Regions from separate parts of the Mus musculus genome. Here region 2 is linked to region 1. A link is a contact called in public promoter capture Hi-C data. All regions are on one chromosome and are shown on one strand. Each heading gives the region's core, a stretch centred on a gene start, on an enhancer-like site or on the middle of the called end of the contact. The rest is flanking DNA. Distances are from core to core; before and after follow the strand shown. Region 1 holds the start of L1cam (L1 cell adhesion molecule). Region 2 holds the start of Slc10a3 (solute carrier family 10 (sodium/bile acid cotransporter family), member 3).

Evidence for each region. Promoter capture Hi-C pulls out the DNA fragments that hold promoters and counts their contacts.
Region 2: a contact with region 1 is called in a promoter capture Hi-C map of hippocampal neurons, with 5 times the contacts expected there. The contact joins the promoter of Slc10a3 here to the promoter of L1cam in region 1. A contact is called at or near these places in 7 of 39 promoter capture datasets (hematopoietic stem and progenitor cells, hippocampal neurons, liver and 3 more) and 1 of 9 other capture datasets (liver).

The regions. Positions count from the first base shown.
Region 1 is chrX:73,876,810-73,882,897 of GRCm38.p6, forward strand. It overlaps L1cam (L1 cell adhesion molecule), which reads right to left and starts at 4,025. Exons shown (of 29, transcript NM_008478.3): 1 at 3,885-4,025.
Region 2 is chrX:74,371,875-74,377,162 of GRCm38.p6, forward strand. It overlaps Slc10a3 (solute carrier family 10 (sodium/bile acid cotransporter family), member 3), which reads right to left and starts at 1,475. Exons shown (of 3, transcript NM_145406.2): 1 at 1,317-1,475; 2 at 740-808. Gm44504 (predicted readthrough transcript (NMD candidate), 44504) reads right to left here and starts at 1,475. Exons shown (of 6, transcript NR_103489.1): 1 at 1,317-1,475; 2 at 740-808.

The DNA of each region.
Region 1 (6,088 bases), core at 2,775-5,274:
AAAGATCCCAGAAAGGCCAGCAGAGCAGATCCTCCCCTTGGCAAAAGAATTCTCACCCTCCTCTGGCTCCTCCCTCTCTCTCCAACCACAGCCTTTAGGAAGCCACAAAGACCCTGTTGATATTTGGGAAGCAGGCAGGGTGGTCATCAGATGTTCCTCTCTACCCTCCAAGTCAGTAAAGGCCATATGGTAATGTCTAAGCCCAATTCAGGGACATGGAGACAATAAGGCTCACCTCTATTACGGGGACTAGCAACTCTGTGCCAAGCTCAGAGCCATCAGAAGTTACTGAGAGAAGGGAACACCTTAGGGGAAGTACAGGGTGGAGCAAAGAAATACAAGATAAATAAAAGGGCAATCAGACAGAGTAAAGGGCACCAACTGGAAGGGGAAGTGGGCTGACAGGGGCAGGGAGGAGGGAAGACAGGAGAGGACAGGAGGGGAAGGCTGTATCTCCACCTTCTATGGGCAAATGAGGAAGAAAGAGAATGGCCCAGCAAGAAGATAACAATGTTACAGGGGGGGGGGGGTGCAAGGAGCCTGGGAAAGCAGAAAAAGATGACCAGATTAGAGCAAGTGACAGATGGAAAGGTGATAGGACCCAAGGGATGGGGCTAATGAGGGCCCATTCTAGTTGGCCCCATACAGGGACCTAAGCCTTTCCCATCATGGGAACAGGTGACAGGGCAAAGACACTGCCAGCTTGGGACACTAGTCCTGGAATTCAGACCCACTCCCAGAGCCAGAACTACATGGCACCCCTTCACATCTTGTCCATAAAGGGAGGCCTGGCAGATCTCCGAATGGGACCTCAATTCTACTCCTCTCCCTGGATATATGTGGTGATAGGATCATTGGGCTAGGTCATTCTTGCAAGGCCATGTCAACCTCACAGTCCAGAGGAGCACCGAGTTGTTGTCATTTTGGTTGGTACCATTTGCCATGAAAGAGATCTTGCATACATCAATGAACCACCACTCCTCACATGATAGCCAGCAAAGCTGAAGCTCAAGTCTGGTGTGGTGGCACAGGCCTATCATCCCAGCATTTGGAAAGGTTGAGGCATGAGTGCTGCTCTGAGCTTGAGATCAGCCTCAGCTACATAGTGAGTACTAGATTAACTAGTAAAGAAATTGTGGCCGGGTGGTGGTGGCGCACACCTTTAATCCCAAAACTTGGGAGGCAGAGGCAGGCGGATTTCTGGGTTCAAGGCCAGCCTGGTCTACAGAGTGAGTTCCAGGACAGCCAGGACGGCACAGAGAAACCCTGTCTCGAACCCCCCCCCCCCAAAGAAAGAAATTGTGAGGCAGAGGCAGGTAATTTCTGAGTTTGAGGCCATCCTGGTCTAAAGAGAGCACCCCAGGACAGCCAGGGCTATACAGAGAAACTGTCTCAAAAAAAATGAAAAACATAAGGAAAGGAGAGGAGAGGAGAGGAGAGGAGAGGAGAGGAGAGGAGAGGAGAGGAGAGGAGAGGGGAGGGGAGGGGAGGGGAGGGGAGGGGAGGGGAGGGGAGGGGAGAGGAGAGGAGAGGAGAGGAGGGGAGGGGAGGGGAGGGGAGGGGAGGGGAGGGGAGGGGAGGGGAGGGGAGGGGAGGGGAGGGGAGGGGAGAGGAGAGGAGAGGAGAGGAGAGGAGAGGAGAGGAGAGGAGAGGAGAGGAGAGGAGAGGAGAGGAGAGGAGAGGAGAGGAGAGGAGAGGAGAGGAGAGGAGAGGAGAGGAGAGGAGAGGAGAGGAGAGGAGTGGTGGCTGAAGCTCAAAATAGGTGAGGGCCAGTCAGTTTAATGATCAACAGCCAATATGTCCTCTTCACCCTGCTTAGCCAATCATGGAAAGTGTTTCTCATGGAAAGTAGCTATCTCTCAGTGACAGAAGAGTACAGACTTGGAAGAAGCCAACTGGGGAGCATAGCAGGACTCCCCTGTCTGCTAGCCTTCCTTCACTGTCTTCTTTTTTCTCTTCAAATTATCATGAAGGAAATAAACGGGAAATCTGTATTTCAAAAGGACAAGGATGGTATTGGTGACTGGTTACTTACATGTGCATTCTGGCCCAAGCAAGCACTCAGCAGTGAAAATCTATCTAGCAAATGGCTACCCACTCATGGATACTCAGTCCCTGGGCAGTCATTCTGTGAACAGCCCCCATGCCTGTGCATGGTGCTTTGCAGAAGGCTAGAGGCTGGGCACTGGGGGAGGAGTCTCTTGGGAGTAGGTAGTAGCTATCCAGGAGTGCTGTGCTGTGATGAATGTCAAATGTGTTTCCCCCTCCTTGGTAATCAGATCACAGGCAATTCCTAATTTCTTTTGTTCTCTATTTCAAATGTATTTCAGTAAGTTGCTCCTGTGTTTTTCAAATGTACTATAACAAAATATCAAGATATATTGCTTTGGGGATTGTACACACAAAAAATAATAGAGAATGACAGACTTTGGAATACAGCAAGGAGGCAGAGAAGTGGGGAGTTCCCAGTCCCAGCCCTGTCACCAATTCGCCATGTGGCCACAGACCCTTGAGGGTGACTGAAGGATTAGTGCCTGAATGGTAAGCAAGTATATACAGTGCTGCGTAGATGTTGGGCTAGGTAAGAAGCTAGGGTTGTCAAGTCCCACCATCTGCAGCAAGGGGTCCATCAGAGCTGAGGCCTTGGGCAAGCCCCACCCTAGCCACCCTACTAAAGGACCATAAAGGTGGGAAGAAAGGCTGCTGGATCTATTCACCACAAGGGCCATGTGAGTCAGCAAAGACAACACTGGGCTGCTAGTAACCGCTACCACTGGAGTTGCATTAATCAGGATCAAGACATCTACCTGAAAGGGGTGCCAGGCCCCCAGACAGATGGTGGTCCTGCCTCCCTGAGACAGATGGATAGGGGTTATAGACACTAGATCAGGAGGAGCAGTGGGCTATATCTGTTATTCTTTTCATTTCCTATCAATCAACACCCTAAAACTCTGAACCAGATAGAAGGGAATAAGGTATGGAAACGTCCCTCCTCCCATAATTAAACAGAGTATAAAACAATGTCTAAAATCGCTCCAGTCTCTACAGAAAGAGTCCCAGGCACCTTGCTTCCAGAAGTCCCTTGTCCTAAGCCAATGAGGCCCTTCTTCCCTTATTTTTACCTGATGGACCCATGGTCCACACCCATGTGCATCCACAGGCACATCAGTGAGTGCCCAAAACCATCTCTCTTAGTGTAGTCTTTATTGGCCAAAGAACCTAAGGGAGGTTCTGTGCCTGAGAGGAGACTGGTTTTGCAGTGCATTTGAGGGGATCCCCGGAGGGAATTTGGAAAGGAGGAGGTGAAGAACAAAGCCCCCTCCCCACTTTGGGGTGGAGGGGCAGGCAGCGCCCATCCATCCCTGATCCTTCTCCTCCTCCCATTACCGGAGGAGCTTCGCTCAATCTCCCCCACACCATGCTAGACACTGGCTTCTCCCCCACCCCAGCCGCAATCAGGACTTTAGATGGGGATGAGGAACAGCCACGCCCAGAGCCACACCCCACAGCGGTCGACTGGGTTAGATGGACGTTCTGCTGGGTTCACATTTCCTTCCTCACACGCATACACCCACAGGGATATGCCAACTTCAGCTCCACTTGCCCATACAGAACCTGCCTGACCACTCCTGTGCCCCTCCCTAAGCATGCATTTGGGGAGCCGCCCAGTTACCCCTCACCTGTCGAGCTCTGGCACCTAGCCACTTTCTCCAACCCCATTCCAGATCGCAGGGCTCAGAGCTCGGTGCCTAGCATGCATGGGTGGGGCTCCAGCCTTCCTACCGAGGAGGCACGAAACCCACTCCCTCTGAGCCTGAGGCGGGCTGGGTCTGGAACGTAGATGGTCGCTGCTGCGGTCAAGGGGACAAACCAGCCCACCTTACCTGCGCCGATCAGGTTGCCAGCTCAGTCTCTGTGCACGCCGACCTCGGACCTGCCACCCAGCGATGCCGCTGCCGACGCGATGTTGCTGCTGCTGCTGCTGCGGCGGCGGCGGCGGCGGGCGGGGCAGCGTGCGCGGGGAAGTGGGGGAGGAAGAGGGAGGGGGAGGTAGTGAGATCACCTCCCCCGCAGCAGGCCCCGCCTCGCCACACCCTCGTTCCTTGTTTCATCTGAACCTGGCCGCAGAGCCCCGCGCGTGATAGGGACCTCGTGGGGGGGGGGGGTCCTCTTCAGGAGCTCCAGCAGTCCCAGTATCCCCGAGATGAGAGTGACCCCCAACCTCACTATCAAGGATCCCCGCCGCCCTTGAGGCTTATATTGGAAGTCATTTGCAGAAGTATTCTCGGGATCTCGGGGCTGGACAGTGGGGAGAGGATCCAGACTGGGAACCAGATTACCTCGCCTCCACTTGGCCTTCGAGGGCTCTGGCTAGTAATGGGCATTCATATACCATTAGGTCCGGGCCGCGCCCTGGTCATGTGTTTGAATGTATCCGCACTCTCAGGGCAGAGCGCCTCTTGGAACCCCTGCCCAGCCACGACGCTAAGCCAGGGCTCTTCAGGGATGTACGCCTGAACCTGAGTCCCCAGCCTGCGAAGGAGGTGTGGCGAGGCACACCATACAGTCCCTCCTAAACACTAGGTCCCAGATTAGGCTAGAAGGGAAAGTTCTCAGAGAGAGCGCCCTTCAACCTGAAACCCCCTACTTCTGATCTTCCTCCCACTTCCCTCCTGCTCAGTGCCTTATTTCTTTGTCCTCGGGATTGGCCTCTTTCTGACCTTTCCTGGTCGACCTACTCTCGCTTACAGCCCTATGGGGAAAGCTTATGGAAAGGAGATTTTCCCAGTGGCGCCCCCTCCCAGGCTTAGGGCTGTGACCTCCCAAGCGAGGCGAAGCAGAGGGGGCTGGAATTCCAAAGTGAGTCCAGCTAGCTGAAGCTGCAGGGCAAGGAAGGCCTAGGGCCCAGATGGCAGATTGCAGCCCTGGTAGGTATGGTATTTTTATGAGCATGCCTGTTACTCAGTGAAGCATTCTGTAGGTCCTCTGCTCAGCCTGCCAACACTCCCCCAGTGGTGCAATGCCCTGATCCCATGAAAACACTTTTGGCACTCTGGCCTGGTTTCCCTTCTCATATGATCACCTCCTGCCAGCTTCCTTCCCATGAAAGAAAAACTTGGGGATGCCTGCTAGCACTCTGTGAAAGTCTGGATGTCTTTCCAGACATCCAAAGTGTACCATGGAGTCTTTAGGAAGAGTCATCTGAATGAAGTGGAGGCTTAAGCAAAGAGCTCAGAGGCCACTACTCCTTCTACAGGCCTGCCACTTGGCTCAGATGGATTCAGAATGAAGCTGCGGACCGTACTCATGAAGCTTCACTGGTTCAAATCTCCAGGAGACAGCAGAGGAGACTGAGCCAGGCAGCTAGGTCACGAAGCCAGGGGCCTTTTTAGCTGGGCAGAGAATGGTATTTTCCATGAGGCACTGAACTGAGATCAGTTTCATGACTGCACTGATGTAAGAGCGATAGGCCACAAAATTGGCCTCTCCTCTCCAGCTGCTCTCTTCACTGCCTTACTCCCAGACTGCACCCCAACTGGACCTAGTCTAGGGTTGATGCTGTTCTGGAACTTACTTTGTGGCTCAGTTTCATTTTAAACCTACATGCCCCTGTCTCATCCTGCTGAGTGCTAGGATTATAGGTGTTCACTATGTCTAGCTCTGTTTGCGAAGCCTAGACACAAGTTTTATTTCATCTCTCAAAAATCTTTGTCTTTTAAGTGTCAGCACTTGGGAGGCAAAAGCAAGCAGATATCTTGTAAGTTTGAGGCCAGTCTGGTTTACAACGTGAGTTCCAGGCCAGCCAGGGCTGTAATACAGAGAAACCCTGTCTCGAAAAACAAAACAAAACAAAACAAAACAAAACAAAACAAAACAAAACACCAAAAAAAATCAATTAAAAAGTAAAAATCCAATTGCTTGGCATCATGGTACATACCTATAATTTTGGCACTGAGAGGCAAAACAGGAGGACCTTAAGTTTGACACCAAATTGGTTTAGTGAGTTCCAGGACAGTGTGGGATACACTGTAAGAACCTGCTGCAAAAAGAAAAAAATAAATAAATAAAATAATCAGCTTCAGGAATA
Region 2 (5,288 bases), core at 225-2,724, 490 kb after region 1:
TGAGACAGGGTTTCTCTGTATAGCCCTGGCTGTCCTGGAACTCACTTTGTAGACCAGGCTGGCCTCGAACTCAGAAATCCGCCTGCCTCTGCCTCCTGAGTGCTGGGATTAAAGGCGTGCGCCACCACGCCTGGCCATGAGCAAGCAAACTTCTCTTGTCAGAGCTCCCTGGTCTCAGAATTTGAGCTCTTATATCTGTTGCTACATCTGAGAGTCTCTGCTTAGAGTCTTCTCAATGTATTACCCTATCAGAGTCTTTTTGTTTGAGACAGGGTCTTGTGTGTGTAGTCCTGTTGGCCTGCAATTCACATGTAAACTAGGCTGGCCTTAAATTCTCAGAGATCTTCCTGCCTCTATGTCTTATGTGCTGTAATTAAAGGTGTAGGCTACCACATTCAGTCCTGTTGTTGTTGCTGCTGCTGCTGGTGAGACAGGTCTTCACTGTGTAGTCTTAGCTAACCTGGAATTCACCATGAAGACCAGGCTGGAACTCAGATCCACCTGCCCCCCAAGTGCTGGGATAAAGGTGTGCACGACCTACCAGAGTTTTAAACTTACAGTGAACCTCAGTATTTCTAAGGGTAGAGTAACATGGGGCGAAAGGAGAGGTCTGCCTCCTTCCCTTTCTCAACTGGATAGTCAACACCTTTGTATTATCATCTGCTAGAACTGGGGCAACTTGATGGCAGTGGATATAGCAGGTTTTACATTATGCTGATTTTGAGTATGGGTCACTTACCCTGGGGGCCCTGGTCCAGCCTTGAATCTCGCTGATGAAGAGGGAGGCAGGAAAACCAGAGTAAGGTAACTAGTCAAGTAGAGAGAAAAGATGTAGGCATCAGAGTAGTGTGAGCCAGTTAAGGGAAAGACTAAGGACCATCCACCCATAACCCCATCCTACCAGCAGGACTAGTGGACCATAGTAGATCACTGCAAGAGGGATTTGGTCCCTATCCTACACTTCTGCTGATAGTGGAGCTGAAAGAGTTAGAGTAAACACACTCCAAGGCTGAGTGAGGAAGCAATACCATCCGGAAGTTTTTTTTTGTTTTTTGTTTTTGTTTTTTCACAGCAGCAAAGTATAGGGGCTGAAGAATAACTGGCAATGATGACCAGGTCTCCTCCGCACCTGACAGTTCAGGGTCTGTCAGGTGGCTAGAGAAGTTAGGAAGGGCTTACAACCCCCACGGGCAGTCTTGGGTTCTGAAGAGCCTCCACGTCACAACCGCACCCGCAAGACCTTTCGCTGGGTCTGGCCAGAGCTGGTGACCACGGACTGCGGACGGAGCCACAAGTCACCTCCCATCCTCACCTACCTGGTCGAAATCTCTCACTTGCTTCCGCGGCCACAGAGCTCCTCACAAGTAGTGGCCCGGGCCGGCAAACGCCGGCAAGTGAGGCCCGTCCTGCCCGGGCCTCGTCCCGCCCCCACAGGCTCCGCCCCACCAAGGTTCCATCCGCGTGCTAGGACTCCGCCCTCTCACAAAAGCACTCGCCCCTGGCGGGCTTGTGTCAGGTTCCCAACGGATGTGACGTTTCTGGAAGCGACGAGCTGGCCCTACCACGTGAGACCTGACTGCCTAAGTCACTGGTATTGGCATGTGGGGCAATAAGTACATTCTTGTGTGGTTACCTCCTCAGATAAAAGTGGGTGATGGGAAGATGATGTCAGAGGACATTAAACTGATACTAAATTAAAGGTCATGTGGTGATTGAAGTGATGGCTCAGTGAGTGTTTACTACCTTTTCAGGACTCTGGTTCAACTTCACATTATCTACTTAGCAGCTTGCAGCCGCCTGTAACTACAGTTCAGGAGCTTTGATACCCTCTTCTTGCCTCTGCCCATACTGGATGCATATGGTGCACATACAAACATACAGCCAAACATATGCATGTCATTTTTTAAAAGGTGACTTGTATCCAGGTAGTTCTGTTATTGCCGTATCTGCTTCTCTCTCCCCCCCCCCCTTTCTTTTTCTTTTTCCTTTTTTTCCGAGACAGTTTTTCTCTGAATATCCCTGGCTGTCCTGGAACTCACTCAGTAGACCAGGGTGGCCTCGAATTCAGAAATCCACCTGCCTCTGCCTCTCAAGTGCTGGGATTAAAGGCATGGACCACCACTGGCCAGCTTGCTTCTCTTTTTTGAGGTGTACAAAATAAACTTGTTTATCTTATTGTTTTGATCTCTTTCTTTCTTCCTTTTCCTTTTTTTTTTTTTCGAGACAGGGTTTCTCTGTGTAGCCCTGGCTGTCCTGGAACTCACTTTGTAGACCAGGCTGGCCTCGAACTCAGAAATCTGCCTGCCTCTGCCTCCTGAGTGCTGGGATTAAAGGCGTGTGCCACCACGCCGGGCTCTTTCTTTCTTTTTAATGAGCCTTGGAGACAGAAGCAGGCAAATTGCTGAGGTCAAGACTAGGTAGGTCTACTGAGAGAGTTCCAGGCCAGCTGTCCAGGGCCACACAGAGAAATTCTGTCTTTAAAAATCTATAATGAGGCTTCTGCGATGGCTCAGTTGATAAAAGCACTTGAGGCCTCTCAACACTACATGTTCAATGGAGGGAAAGAACTGACTCCTAGAAGTTGTCCTCTGACCTACATGAGTACTCATACACAAACTATAAATACACATTTTTTTTTGGTTTGGTTTTTTTGAGACAGGGTTTCTCTGTGTAGTCCTGGCTGTCGCAGAACTCACTCTGTAGACCAGGCTCGAACTCAGAAATCCACCTGCCTCTGCCTCCCAAGTGCTAGGATTAAAGGTGCGTGCCACCACTGCCAGGCTCATACACAATTTTTAAAAAAGGGTCGTTGTTCCCAAAGTTACTGGGGAAACTAGAATAAATGAGTATTGCTTTAAAATGAACCTTTTCTCAGCTATGCTAGCACTTCAAAGGCTGAGACAGGAGAATTGGATTTTTTTTTTCTCCCTGAGACAGGGTTTCTCTAAGTAGCCCTGGTTGTCCTGGAACTCACTCTGCTGACTAGGCTGGCCTCGAACTCAGAGATCTGCCTGATTTGCTTCTGAGTGCTGAGATTAACATGGTGCACCATCACCTGGCAGGAGGATTGGCTATTTAAGGCCAGTTTAGCTGGGCGTGGTGGTGCACGCCTTTAATCCCAGCACTTGGGAGGCAGAGGCAGGCGGATTTCTGAGTTTGAGGCCAGCCTGGTCTACAGAGTGAGTTCCAGGACAGCCAGGGTTACACAGAGAAACCCTGTCTCGAAAAACCAAAGAGAGAGAGAGAGAGAGAGAGAGAGAGAGAGAGAGAGAAGAGAGAAGAGAGAAGAGAGAAGAGAGAGAGAGAAGAGAGAAGAGAGAAGAGAGAAGAGAGAAGAGAGAGAGAGAGAAGAGAGAAGAGAGAGAGAGAGAGAGAGAAGAGAGAAGAGAGAAGAGAGAAGAGAGAAGAGAGAAGAGAGAAGAGAGAAGAGAGAGAGGAGAGAGAGAGAGGAGTTTTAGGATTTTTTTCCCTCCATATCCCCAACCACCCAAAATTGGCTTCTCTCACACCAGTAGCAGAGGTTCATTTCTATGGGGATCAAACCCAGGTCTGTTTTTGTTGTTGTTGTTTTTTGTTGTTGTTGTTGTTGTTTTGGTTTTTGGTTTTTCGAGACAGGGTTTTTCTGTGTATCTCTGGCTGTCCTGGAACTCACTCTGTAGACCAGGCTGGCCTTGAACTCAGAAATCCGCCTGCCTCTGCCTCCCGAGTGCTGGGATTAAAGGCATGTACCACCATGCCCGGCCAAACCCGGGTCTTAATGCAAACTTGACAACACTCTATGACTGAAATATACCACAAGCTCCAAGAGGTTCTTTAGCTTTATGTATTTTTTATTTTTCTAAAAAGATACTTATTTTTATATTATGTATGCATGTATGTGTCTGAGTAATATCTCTTTTTACCTTACAAGTAAATAACAATAATTTTTATGTTACATATATTTGATGTTACATATATTTGTTTTTTAAAAATACATTTATGGGCTGGAGAGATGGCTCAGAGTGTAAGAGCACTGACTGCTCTTCCAAAGGTCCTGAGTTCAAATGCCAGCAACCACATGGTGGCTCACAACCATCTGAATGAGACATGACACCCTCTTCTGGTGTGTCTAAAGACAGCTGCAGTGTACTTACATATAATAATAAATAAATCTTTTAAAAATACATTTATCAGCTGGGCGGTGGTGGTGCATGCCTTTAATCCCAGCACTTGGAACACAGAGGCAGGCAGATTTCTGAGTTTGAGGCCAGCCTGGTCTACAGAGTGAGTTCCAGGACAGCCAGAAATATACAGAAAAATCCTGTCTCAAAAAAACAAACAAAAACAAAAACCAAAAAACCCCCCACATTTATCTGGGACTGGAGAGACTGCTCAGTGATTAAAAGCACAGACTTCTCTTTTAGAAGACCTAAATTTCCATCATGTCAGGTGGCTCCCTACTGCCTATAACTCCAGCTCCAGGGGATCCAATGACCTCTTATCAGTGGCCTTATTAGGCACTACATGCATATGGACAAACTCATACACACTCTGTTGTATGACATTATTCCTGGATAGACTTAAACAAATGTCTACTTACCCCAGATACAGAACTAACAATAGACTAAAGTGAAGATACCTGGACTTTATTGGGGTTACTTACAGGAATATGGGCGAGGAGTTACTTACAGGAGCAGAAATGACTCAAAGATGGCTCCATTACCAAAGCCTACTCCTGTATGGATAACAGTTCATGAATGCTGGAAACCTACAGCATACTGTACATCTGCAGGCAGCTCAGCAAGTCAGGGTGTTCTTTTTCTTTTCTTTTTTTTAAAAAGATTTATTTATTTATTATGTGTAAGTACACTGTAGCTGTCTTCAGACACACCAGAAGAGGACATCAGATCCCACTACAGATGGTTGTGAGGCACCATGTGGTTGCTGGGAATTGAACTCAGGACCTCTGGAAGAGCAGTCTCTCTGGAGCCATCTCTCCAGCCCGAGGGTGTTCTTTTTCAGTGGTTCAGTTGGTGTTAGCTTCTACTAGGCAGCTCATCTGGTGTCTCTGCTTCTTTCAGGCTGCTATGTTTTTTTTTTTTTTTTTTTTTCTAGACTGCCAGATCTGAGCAGCTCAACCAGTCTGAGAATATCTCTCAACAGTTTTTATTGCTTCTGTACTCTTAGAGATGGCGGAGTAGAGTGAATCTAGTCAGTTTCAGGGGCTTTCTGAAGTTATTTTGAGCTGTTTACTTTCTTTCTAAACTAATTTCCTTTCATTATGGAATGTTTCACTCTCTGAGGAAACT